Linked DNA regions of Cricetulus griseus: region 2 is linked to region 1. A link is a contact called in public Hi-C data. All regions are on one chromosome and are shown on one strand. The core of a region is the stretch at or near the end of the contact, and the rest is flanking DNA. Distances in the headings are between cores, read along the strand shown. Region 1 has its middle 11 kb from the start of Capn2. Region 2 overlaps Capn2 (calpain-2 catalytic subunit).

What was found. A called contact is a pair of places that touch in the nucleus more often than the background predicts.
Region 2: a contact with region 1 is called in a Hi-C map of the CHO-K1 cell line, with 5 times the contacts expected there. The contact joins two enhancer-like sites. A contact is called at or near these places in 6 of 8 Hi-C or Micro-C datasets (the CHK-Q cell line, the CHL-YN cell line, the CHO-K1 cell line and 2 more).

Annotation. Positions count from the first base shown.
Region 1 is chr5:11,922,584-11,928,119 of CriGri-PICRH-1.0, forward strand. It overlaps the pseudogene LOC100754457. Among named protein-coding and RNA genes, the nearest start is that of Capn2, 11 kb to the right of the region's middle. Within about 2 kb of position 2,653, at least 3 of the 6 cell types and tissues checked have open chromatin away from gene starts, as enhancers often do. A contact at or near this core is called in the CHO-K1 cell line, where this site is marked.
Region 2 is chr5:11,963,807-11,969,342 of CriGri-PICRH-1.0, forward strand. Capn2 (calpain-2 catalytic subunit) reads left to right here. Exons shown (of 22, transcript XM_035445361.1): 4 at 404-537; 5 at 1,554-1,722; 6 at 2,624-2,707; 7 at 4,112-4,197; 8 at 4,693-4,767. Among named protein-coding and RNA genes, the nearest start is that of Capn2, 31 kb to the left of the region's middle. Within about 2 kb of position 2,570, at least 2 of the 6 cell types and tissues checked have open chromatin away from gene starts, as enhancers often do. A contact at or near this core is called in the CHO-K1 cell line, where this site is marked.

The sequences.
Region 1 (5,536 bases), core at 1,403-3,902:
GTTAACCCTTTCTGGAAACACCCTCATAGATATACCCAGAAATGTGTTTCCATGGTGATCTAAAGAATGGTCTTTTGAGTGTCACGTTGTCTACAAATTGGTAATTTGACTTCTTCCTTTCCTACTTGAATCTCTTTTTATCTTTTTCTCTTTTCTTACCACTGTAGTTAAGACAGTATAAGAACACAGAATGGAAACTTAGTCTCATTCTGATTTATAAGTTTTTCCTCCTTTAACATGACATTGGCTATAAGTTTGCTGTGCATATGGCCTTTCTTATGTCCCTCAAGACTCTTAGCATGAAGAGGTGCTAGAATGGTTAATCCTGACTGTCAACTGTTGGGATTGAGATCACCTGACCTTTGACAATTATACCAAGAGAGTAAGTTGGAGAAAAGACAGTCTCTTCGAAAATGTGGGAACTGGATACCCACTGTGGAGTAATAAAACTATCTCCCACCCTGTACAAAAATAAATTCAAAATAGATCAAAGTCCTTAATACAGGAGGTGAAAATTTGAAACCGTGGGTAAGGAATGTTTGAAGGTTCAGGCACAAGCAAAGATTTTCTAAGGACTCTAATAGCTCAGGAAGAGATAGCAAGAATTGGCAAATGGGGTTGAATCAATTTAAAGTGATTTTGCACAGCAAAGGAACCAATTAACTGAGCAAAGAGAACCTAAAAGTGTGGGAGACAATTTTTGCCAGCTATACATCTGACAGAGAATTAATATCCAGAATCTACAAGAAACACCAAAAATTAAATACAAAATCCAATCAGTAAATGGACAAATTAAATGAACAGACAGTCCCTGAGGATGAAGCAAAAGACAAGGCATATATTGGCATCCTTAGCCATCAGGGAAATTTACACAGACTCCATCTCACTGTAGTCAGAATGGCTATCATCAAGAAAAGCACCAATAGATTCTGACCAGAATACGGGTGAAGGGGCACTATAGGCTACTGTAGGAATGTAAGTTAGTGAATCCATTATGAAAATCAGTTTAGAGGTACCTCATAAAACAGAACTACTATATCAGCTATGTAAACCAAGCCAAGGAGTCTAAATTAACTTCCAATGAAGACCTGCATACCATGTACCATTGCACGATTCACAACAGCCAGGCCGTGAGGGTGGCCTAGGAGTCAGTTCAGCCATCAGTAGATGAATGGGCAAAGAAAATGTGCTGCCTTTACACAGCAGAGCTGTATCCAGCCACAAAGAATGAAATTGTATTGTTTTCAGGTAAATGATGGAGCCAAAGATCACCGTGGTGGGCAAAACAAGCGTCTCCCTCTCCCTCTCCTCTCTCTCTCTCTCTCTCTCTCTCTCTCTCTCTCTCTCTCTCTCTCGCTCTCTCTCTCTCCCTCCCTCCCTCTCCCTCTCCTTCTCTCTCCCCCCTCTCTCTATGTATCTCTCTCTCTCTCTCTCTCTCTCTCTCTCTCTCTCTCTCTCTCACACACACACACACACACACACACACACACACACATTTTCTCCGATCCGTGCTCCTCCTCTGGCGTGCCAGGATGACAGAAAGGTACCACCACACTCAGTTTCAGAATCAGAAGTTGAAAATAATAGCAACATATGAATGTACCAGGGTCCAGGTCCAAGAATGGGGACAAGGGGAAGAGAAGGGAGGAAAGGACATAAGGGCGGGGGGGGGGGGGTCCTTTATGTGAATATTTGAGAATGTCACGTCACAATGAAACCGATTGCTTTGTACACCTAATACATGCTAGTAATTAATTCCAAGAGAGAGAGGAGAGGAACCCACAGTCTAGTGAACAGTTAGGCAGGTATTTGTGGCACCAGGGACAAGTATTCTCACAGAAGTCATGTAATAGGAGCTGAGGGGGCTGGAGCGGTGTCTTGGTAGTTAAGAGCGCTAACTGTGCATGACTTCTGTACAAGATGAGGACTGGACTTCCTACTCCCAACACCCACCTAAAATCTGGGCGTGGCCCTGCACACACCGGTAACTGCAGCATTGAGCTGGGTAGAGACAGAAGAATAGAAGGGGTTTGCTGGCTGACTGCCTAGCTGACGATGTGACGGAGTCCCAGTCCTCAAGGCAGAGGATGGTAGAGAGGGACACCCAGTGCCCCGCTCCGGCCCCTGTGAGAGGCGCATGCAGCCCTCCACATACACAAATAAAAATAATACAACAATGAATAGAATTAAATTTTAAAGTACCAAGAGAACAGCTTCACTCATCCGCAACTGTGTCTTCTGGCTTATAGCGCCCACATCTCAGGAGACACAAGTCACACTCCTAATGTGACTTGCATTTCAATTAGTCCCAAGTCTATTCGGGGCACTCCCTTCGGGATATGAGTCAGCAGGCGGAGGCCTCCCCACAGAACCTGCTCAGGACAGAGTGGCTGCTCTTCAGTTCATTCCGACTAGACTAGGCACAGCCGAAGGAGCAGAGGCAGAATGAGCTTCCTCGGGGGATTCTAGAAGCCCCAGACCCGGCCCGGCCCTGGCCCTGGCACCAAGCACTCCTAGCACCAAGGGCTGGGCCTCCGCTGGGCTGTCAGCCTTCACTACTCGGACCCCTGCTGCTCAGCCACAGATACTAGACTAGGTGCATGGGAGGGAAGGTCCTTGCTCTCCCCTCAGAGCCTCGGCTTTTGTGAATATTGAGGAATTTGGGTTGTGAGTCAGAAGCTGTGGGGGACACATATCTGAGCGTGACTCAGCCCCAGGCTCAGCTCGGAGGTTCCTCCCAGAATATGCCCTTTTTTGGCCCCAGCCGGGGTTTCCCTCCTCTCTCCTTAGGTGCTCATGGGCAGAGCTTGGACCGGCCTCAGATAAGCGCTACAACTCTGAGGCTCGCTCCCCACGAGGGCTGGGTGCAAGGAATGTCTCTCCGGGACTTCAGATCGGGGGGGGGGGGGGATGGAGGGAGGGGCACCAGTTAACCTGCTCTAGGTGTGCCTGAGAACCCACGCTAATGTTCTAATGAACGCACAACCCAAGCCCGTAGAAAACTCTCCTTCTTGGGTGTATAAAGGAAAAAAGGAAGGGGGGGAAGAAAAGGAGGGGCAAGAGGGAGGGGCAAAAGGGAGGGGACCGGAAGAGAGGAAGTCTCCTCCAGCTGAAGCACGCTGGTTATTTTACCCCAGATCCTAGGTGTATTCACTAGTGGTCCCTGGGATGGGAAGTTAAAAGCACACTCCGGGTAGGTTTTGAGGCAGACAGGGCAGAATGCCCTACACAAAGACACAAGCAGGGGGAGAGGGCAGCTGTGTCCGGGACAGCGGCGGGGAAGGGGGGCAGGGAGGTGATGTGGAGAGAAGAGAGAAAGAAGAGTTGGCTAGGGGACGGGGTGACCTAACACTAGTCAGGGTGTTAGGCTTCCAGAGTGTCAGGAAGCCACAGAAGCGAAGTGACCAGTGTCAGCCAGCCCTGCAGTCTGCAGTGTGCTGTGACAGTGCACCGTCCCTCAGTCCTCTACATCCAGGACCTGAATTCCCAGCTGCAGTCCCGTCTTCACATCCAGAGCCACAACTCCCCAGCTGCAGGGTCCTGGGGAAGTAACTGGATCTCTAGATACCTCCGTTTTCTCAACTGTAAATGTGGCAAGGATGGCTCAGTGGGCTGCGGTGAGCAGCTGGTGAATAAATATGCGGCAAACATTTGAAAAGGAGAGATGGGCTCCCCAGCCGGCTCCAGCCAGTGATAGCACACAGAGGTTTGGACTGACCATTTCTACCGGGGAAGAGCTCCACCCAGCTGGCTTTATTCTGGAGTCTCCATCTGGGAGCTACGCTGTACTCTAGGGGTCCTTCAGCCCCACAGTTTTTCTTCCCTCTTCATTGCTCTTGTAAGGTCTTCCTGGCCGTCTGAAGGCTTTGTCTCCTGCTCTCTATATTTTCACAGTTGGTACCCCCAAAGCCTCTTGCATCTTTTGTTGCGTGTCTTCTGAGACATTGTCTTACTCTATACCCCACGCTGGCCTCAAACCCGTAGCAACCCCCAGTGCCTCAGACTCCCAGGAGTTGAGATTACAGGTGTGAATCACCAAGCCCTGCTCTCTTGGACCTCTGTTCCAGTTTGCTTTCTGTTGCTGTGATACAAAGCATAACCAGAAGGCAATTGAAGGAAGTAAATGTCTAATGGGCTTAGAGGTTACAGTTCATCATGGAGGGAAGCCAAGGTAGGAACTCAAGGCAGGAACTTGAAGCAGAAGCCAAGGAGGAAATTGCTTCCTAGCTTGTTCCCTCTGGCTTTCTCAGCCACCTTTCTTAAACAGCGCAGGGCAACTTGCCTAGGAATGACAACTGCTCATAGTGGGCCGGGCCCTCCTACATCAATTAGCAATCAAGAAAATGGCATGCCCACCTGATAGAGGCAATTCTTCAGCCTCGGTGTGTCAAGCTGACAATGAAGATCGCGTATCACAACTTCTAACTTTGTGTGTGAGGGGTTGTTGGTTTTTGTTTTGTTTTTTACAGAGGATAATTTGCTTTCTAGAGGACACGAATTAGTGCACTCAGTTAAACGTAATTCTTTGCTATTGGACTGGTCAGAGTGTTAGTATTCAGGCACCTGTCTTGGCCTGCCCTTGAGGTTCAGACAGGATACACCTCAGCTGCAGCCACTAAGAGCACCACTGCGCCTATTCACTGTTTCCTTTAAAAAAGGCCCTGCCCACCTTCCATCCTACCCCACCCCTCTCTCCCTCTCCCATCTCTCTCTCTCTCTCTCTCTCTCTCTCTCTCTCTCTCTCTCTCTCTCTCTCTCTGCCCCTTTCCTCTCTCCAGCCCCCCTCCCCTTTCCCCTTTTTATGATCCTTTTCCCAAAAACAAAAACAAAAAACAAAAAAAGCCAAACCTCTGCTTGGACCCTGATGAACAGCATCTTTCTCTTCTTGTGCTGCTTTTCTTAAATTACAACACAGAGTCCTTAACATACCAACATCATTATGGCTCATCAAGAGGCAAATTGAGCCAGGGTTGGTGGCGTGCACCTTTAATCCCAGCACTCGGGAGGCAGAGGCAGGTGGATCTCTGTGAGTTCGAGGCCAGCCTGGTCTCCAGAGCGAGTGCCAGGATAGGCTCCAAAGCTACACAGAGAAACCCTGTCTCGAAAAAAAAAAAAAAAGGCAAATTGAATGTGAAGCGTTTTCCAAAATCTCTTGGCCATGAAAGAAAATTACAGAACCACACACACACACACAACCCACCCTCTCATGACACTTCGCTTGCTCCACAGTCAAGACGAAAACCACTGAACTAGACCACCTCTGCAGTTCCATCCAACAACATTTGTGTTGCAACTCCTCACCTGTGAAACATCCCGGATGAGCATGCCACAGCCAGGGCTGAATTCTGCAGCCAGGAAGCCCAAGCCCTCCTTTGCTTTGCGCCAGCAACCGGAGCTATATCCAAAAGCCTCGTCCACCTGAGAGTTGCTGAGCACTTTGTCAGTACTGTGGATGTCATGGTCCCTCTTTCACAGACAGAGAAACCAAGGCTTAAGAAATTAAAGACTCAGATCCATAGTCAAGCAAATTCTTAGT
Region 2 (5,536 bases), core at 1,320-3,819, 41 kb after region 1:
TGCTAGGAGAGATATAAGATGTTCCTGACCTGCCCGTGATGTGAGATCCCACCAGAATGGCTGACAGGGTGGGGGGTGGGGTGATTCATGGAGGTGGATCTTGGTGTCCAGGAAGTAATGTATTCAGGAAGTAATCCACAAGTTTCAAAAAAAGTATTGTTTGTAGTTTGAGATAAATGTTAAAACGCTTCCTCCTTTTGTGATGGCAAATGAGAACTGAGTACGTGTGGTTTTGGCCACACAGACAAGCTCCATTGTCCTCTCTTGCTTGGTGAGGGGTATGCCTACCATTGGAGACTGAAGGGCATCATGGGAACCTACAAGGGGCTGGGTGGGAGAGACCCCGATGAGGCTAAGGCTCGGAGTCCCAGCGCCACCCTCTCTTGTCCTCCTTGCCCCGCAGTTCTGGCAATATGGCGAATGGGTGGAGGTGGTGGTGGATGACAGGCTGCCCACTAAGGATGGGGAGTTGCTCTTTGTACACTCGGCTGAAGGGAGCGAGTTCTGGAGCGCCCTGCTGGAGAAGGCCTATGCCAAGTAAGTGACCACGCCCTTCCCAACACCCCACCCTGCCCCTACTGCCCTGGACTCCAAAACAGCAGGAGCTATTCAGGGATACTGTTTTGAGTAGAAGTTCTGTTCTATAAAAGGATGACTTTGGCCCAAATTGGGCTCTTAATTCAAGGAGGTAATGTGGGCATGGAGCCTGGTCACATGGTGTACTGATAAATGACAGTCATCGCTGTTTTTAACCAAGTGAACCAGAACATTCTGGGGCTGACTGCTCTGGCCTTGAGAAGAAACTGTTTCTTTGGTGGGCCCCACTCTGTCTATTCAACTGAAAAGAGCAAAAGGTTTGCCAGGAGGCAAAACTACCCATTGCAGAGGTAGGAAAATTGTGGAAACCCACTCAAAACAAACCACCTGGCTGGTAAGAATGGTTTCCCAGTTCCAGTCCTAGCTACATCTCACCCAGCTTGCCCAAAGTTGTGCTGGGCCCACTCAGGGTGTCAGCCCTCTGCCCAGGGGCCTCGGTTGCTGATGCTAGTGGCTCCTGCATCAAGGTGAGACAATTTTAGCAGCTGGTGGGTTTAGAATCCCCATAGCCCTGGGCTTCATGTCCTCGGCTCAAGGACTGATGGAGAAGCCCGGCGACTGACCACAGGAACCCACCCTGTGCTTCTCTGGGAAGTTGGGTCTTTTTAAGCATGTAACTCTCAAACAGCCAATTAGCCAACCTCCCCTTTGTGTGGTGGGAGAGTCAATGCCAGAGGCTGGGTCAGATTGTCACTAAGTTCTTCTAACTCCAGGGTGCTGGACAATTTTGAAAACATGTCATAGCCATGGAGGAAACGGAATTAGGGGGACAGCGCCTTGCCTTCCTGGGCGCCCCAAGTTGGAGACAAAGACAAGGAGAATGAAAGCGGAGGATCTCTGGGGTCCCGTGAGGGAGGGGATCTGAGTTGGAATGGGATGGCATTTTGGGGGGATGAGGGCACACGGATCAGCAGCATCTAGGGCAGTGAGTGTCAGCCTGCATTCCCCTCCTTCAGGATCAACGGGTGCTATGAAGCACTCTCAGGCGGAGCCACCACAGAGGGCTTTGAAGACTTCACAGGAGGCATTGCTGAGTGGTATGAGTTGAGGAAGCCTCCTCCCAACTTGTTCAAGATCATTCAGAAGGCTCTGGAGAAAGGCTCTCTTCTCGGCTGCTCCATCGACGTAAGTCCTCAACACCCTGGAAACGCCCAGTCTACTGTGGCTTAGGGAAAGCCCTGACAGCATCCAGGAGCTATTAAGAACTTTAGCGCATCCCTTGTTCTCCTTGCTGCTCATCTCTAGAAGCCAGGAGTTGCTAGGCAATAGCAAGGCTGTCTGAGTGCATTTGGTATAGAGATGGTGCCTCCAGCCCTTCTGTCCCCAGCCCATTTTCCATTCTAGCTCCGCTCTGAATCACCCGACTCACAGAACCCAGGAAAGTCCCCCAACCCCTTCTGCAGGTCTCGAGACCTTCTCCCCCACTTTCAGGGCTGTGTGAGCTGCCCGGCAGCTTCTCACTCTGCCCCAGTGCCCATGGGACCTGGAGAAGACTTTAGAGAGTACCAGAAGGAATTGTTTCCCCAAAATAGCTCTGCAGGGGAGATGCAACAACAGGGAGATGTCGGAAAGTGGGCATGGTCCAGGCCCCAGGAGTTTCCCAAGGCTGTGCCCAAATGGTGGGAAAGAAGTGGTTTTTGAGGAATTAGCGATCCAATACTCGGCTTCTGAACTGAGGCTGGAGATAAAATTGCCATCGTGTGCAAATGAGCTGGGCGGGGTGGCGTGGGAGACCAGAGCATCTTGGCCACAGATGCCCACTGGGTGTCTGTCATTAGGGCCCCCACGGGCTCTTGCCTCGAAAGGGAGTCCCTTCACGCCCTCTCCATCCAGAAGATGGCTGGGGGAGCGGGAATGGGTGCGCCAACTTGCTCCTTGGCGATCAGCAACTGAAAGTGGCACGGGGCTCCCCCAGGTGGCAGGATGGATGTGCAGAGTTCCCCAGGCTGGGCCCCGCCCCCGTGCCTTGTGCGTTCCCTTGGGCGGTTTGTATTAGAGTTGGAGCAGCTGCTTTCTGTGTTTGCAGATCACCAGTGCTGCGGATTCGGAGGCAGTCACGTACCAGAAGCTGGTGAAAGGACATGCGTACTCCGTCACCGGAGCCGAGGAGGTACTGGACCTCGGGAGTCCTTTCCCCACCCCCACCCCGGCACCCCGGCACGTGGCTGTCCTGGGTGGGGCCTCCAGGCTCGCATCAGCCCAGCGCGCGCTGCCCCCTGCTGGCTACAGAGGCTGCTGCAGATTTAATGTCTGAGTCCGTTTTTAAAACAAAACCCAAACACAGCACTTCGCATCTGTCTGGTATTTTATACTCTTTAAAACAATGCTAGTGGGCATGGTGCCTCATATCTGCAATCCTAGCCTTTGTCTTCCGTGTGCTAGGGCTGTTGGGTTTTTTTTTTTTTTGGATTTTTTTAAGATTACTTTTTTTATGTGTATTTCAACATTGCTAAGTTTTGCCACTTATTCTGTCTCCATATGCATGGCTGGTTTTTTTCTTCCTAGCTATTTACAAGTGAGCTGCAGGTATGGTGGCATGGGCCTGTAGTCCCAGTTACTTCAGTGCGGAGAACGAGGGTCACTTGAAACCATGAGTTCAGGGCCAGCCTGGGTAACCCAATGGAACCTTGTCTTAAAACAAAAACAAAACAAAAAAACAAACAAACAAACAAAAACTCTGCATCTTCCTTTTCATCCAATGCCTTTAAGCAAATGAGAAAGCTTCTCTGAGAGCCCTAAAGGACATCCTATTCCAGCTAGTTAAATGAGGGTTAGCCATAACACCCAAACACAGACACCAGGGCAGCCCAGGCTGTTTACACCTCAGGCTGCTAACAAAGATTAAAGCCAGATCTTGGGAGCTTTCTTTGGTGTAGTTATTTATTTTTGCTTTGGAGAGGTGATGTTGTTTGTTTTGTTTTGTGTTCAGATGGAATCTGAGTACATAGATCTGGCTTCCCTGGAATTTAGGGGGAAGCCTCCTGGGTGCCTGGAGTTTAATTCTCATTTTCCAAACCTGGGCAACAGTGATAGTCTGAGGGTCAAGCCCCTCCCAGCTTCTGTGAGGCTCCTCTGCCCACTTGGTTCACTACGAAGGCGGGTGTAGGTCCGAGCCCCTCCAAGCCTGCATGTGTAGGTGGAGTTTTCTGAAGGACTGCTGATTAGCTCCCAAATAACCACACAGGGACTTAATTATAAATGCTCGGCTGATAGCTTAGGCTTGTTTTTAGCCTGCTCTTATAACTTAAATTAACTCATTTCTATTAATCTCTGTGCTGCCCCAGGCTCATTTACCTCATGTATGTACTTCCCACCCTGCTCACTCTGCATCTCAGAGCATCTCCTCTGACTCTGCCCTTCTTCTCAACAACATTCTCTCTGCCCCCCAAATCCTGCCTAGCTGTCAGCCAATCAGCTTTTTATTAAAAATACAAGCAACATGCCTGCAGAGTGTACAGAAGGGCTATTCCACAGCATGCATGGTCCTCAGCCTCTGCCTCGTTGGCTCTTTCAGGTTGAAAGCTCAGGAAGCCTGCAGAAGTTGATCAGAATCCGGAATCCCTGGGGACAAGTAGAGTGGACCGGGAAATGGAATGACAAGTGAGAAGGGAGCAGGGTGGGGTGGGGGAGGGGGAGGGGTGAGCCAGGGTTCAGGAAGGGGGGTCAGGGTATGGGATGTGCCAGAATGTGGGGGACAGAGTGTGGGGGCAGGGTGTGGTGAACCAGGGTGTGGGTGGGCCAGTGTATGGGGTGGGCCAGGGTGTGGGTAGGTCAGGGTGCATGCATTCTATTAGGACCTGTTGCAGCCCAGAGAGGAGGCACTGTGTGAGGTGCCAAGAATTGAGGTTCTGTGGTCACTCACTGATCACATCAAGTGGGTCCCATGGATGTACTAGGTTCTGTGCTCCTTGGTTATGCTTTGTGTTTCTCAGTGGGGTCTGGGTCCAGGTGGAGTATGATAGCCTCCTACAGGAGGTCTAGGCCCTCAGCAGGGAGAGTGGGTGTGCTCGCTCCTTAGCATTTGGGGACTGTGGAGAGAAATGGCCATTGTCACACACTCATTCCTAAGGCGTCTCCTATCACTTTGCTTTCCAGCTGCCCCAGCTGGAACACGGTTGACCCAGAAGTGAGGGCAAGGCTGACTGAACGACAGGAGGATGGAGAGTTCTGGTAAGACAGTGGGGGCTCCGGGGGAAGAGCCCCGCCCCCAGTGTACTCCTCATAGGAAAGTTGCTAACCAGAGCATCCGCCAGAAATGTATTCAACATGCCGAGGGCATTGGTGTGGCATCCTAGCTTTGCCATTCCTAAGTGCGAGGCAAGGCATTATACTTCTGTAATCCCAGCACTCTAGAAACTGAGGCAGAGGGCTCTCAAATCAGAGACCAAGCTGCTTACCCCAGGCTATCTAGCAAGAACTTGTTTCCAATAACAGAGAAAAAATTCTCCATACATTCCTAAACAACTTTTAAATCTCTTCAATTTGTCCATCTCAGTAGTGAGGTTAATACTCTGAGCAATGTCACAAGGACTGAGAGAAATTCCTTCAGTAATGGTCAGACCCCAAGAGAAAACAAAGATGGGACCTTTCTTCCCACTAGTCTCTAAAGAGATACCCAGGCTCATTAAGAAGCCAACCCCAAGGCGAAGGGATGGCTTAGTGGTTAAGAGCTCTCTCTGCCAATGCAGACCCGAGTTCAGTTCCCAGCCCCACAGGGTAGCTCACAATTGCTGGTAACTCTAGTTCCGGGGGACCTCACCTTCCCAGGCTCCTGAATGTATGTGGTGCACACAAACCAGTGTAAGAAGTCTTAAAACTAATAGAAGTCTTTTAAAAAAAGAAAGAAAGAAAGAAAGAAAGAAAGAAAGAAAGAAAGAAACCAGTTCCTTAGTGAACAGAGGAGGACCGCGTGTGTGCATTGCGCCCACGGAACACCTGC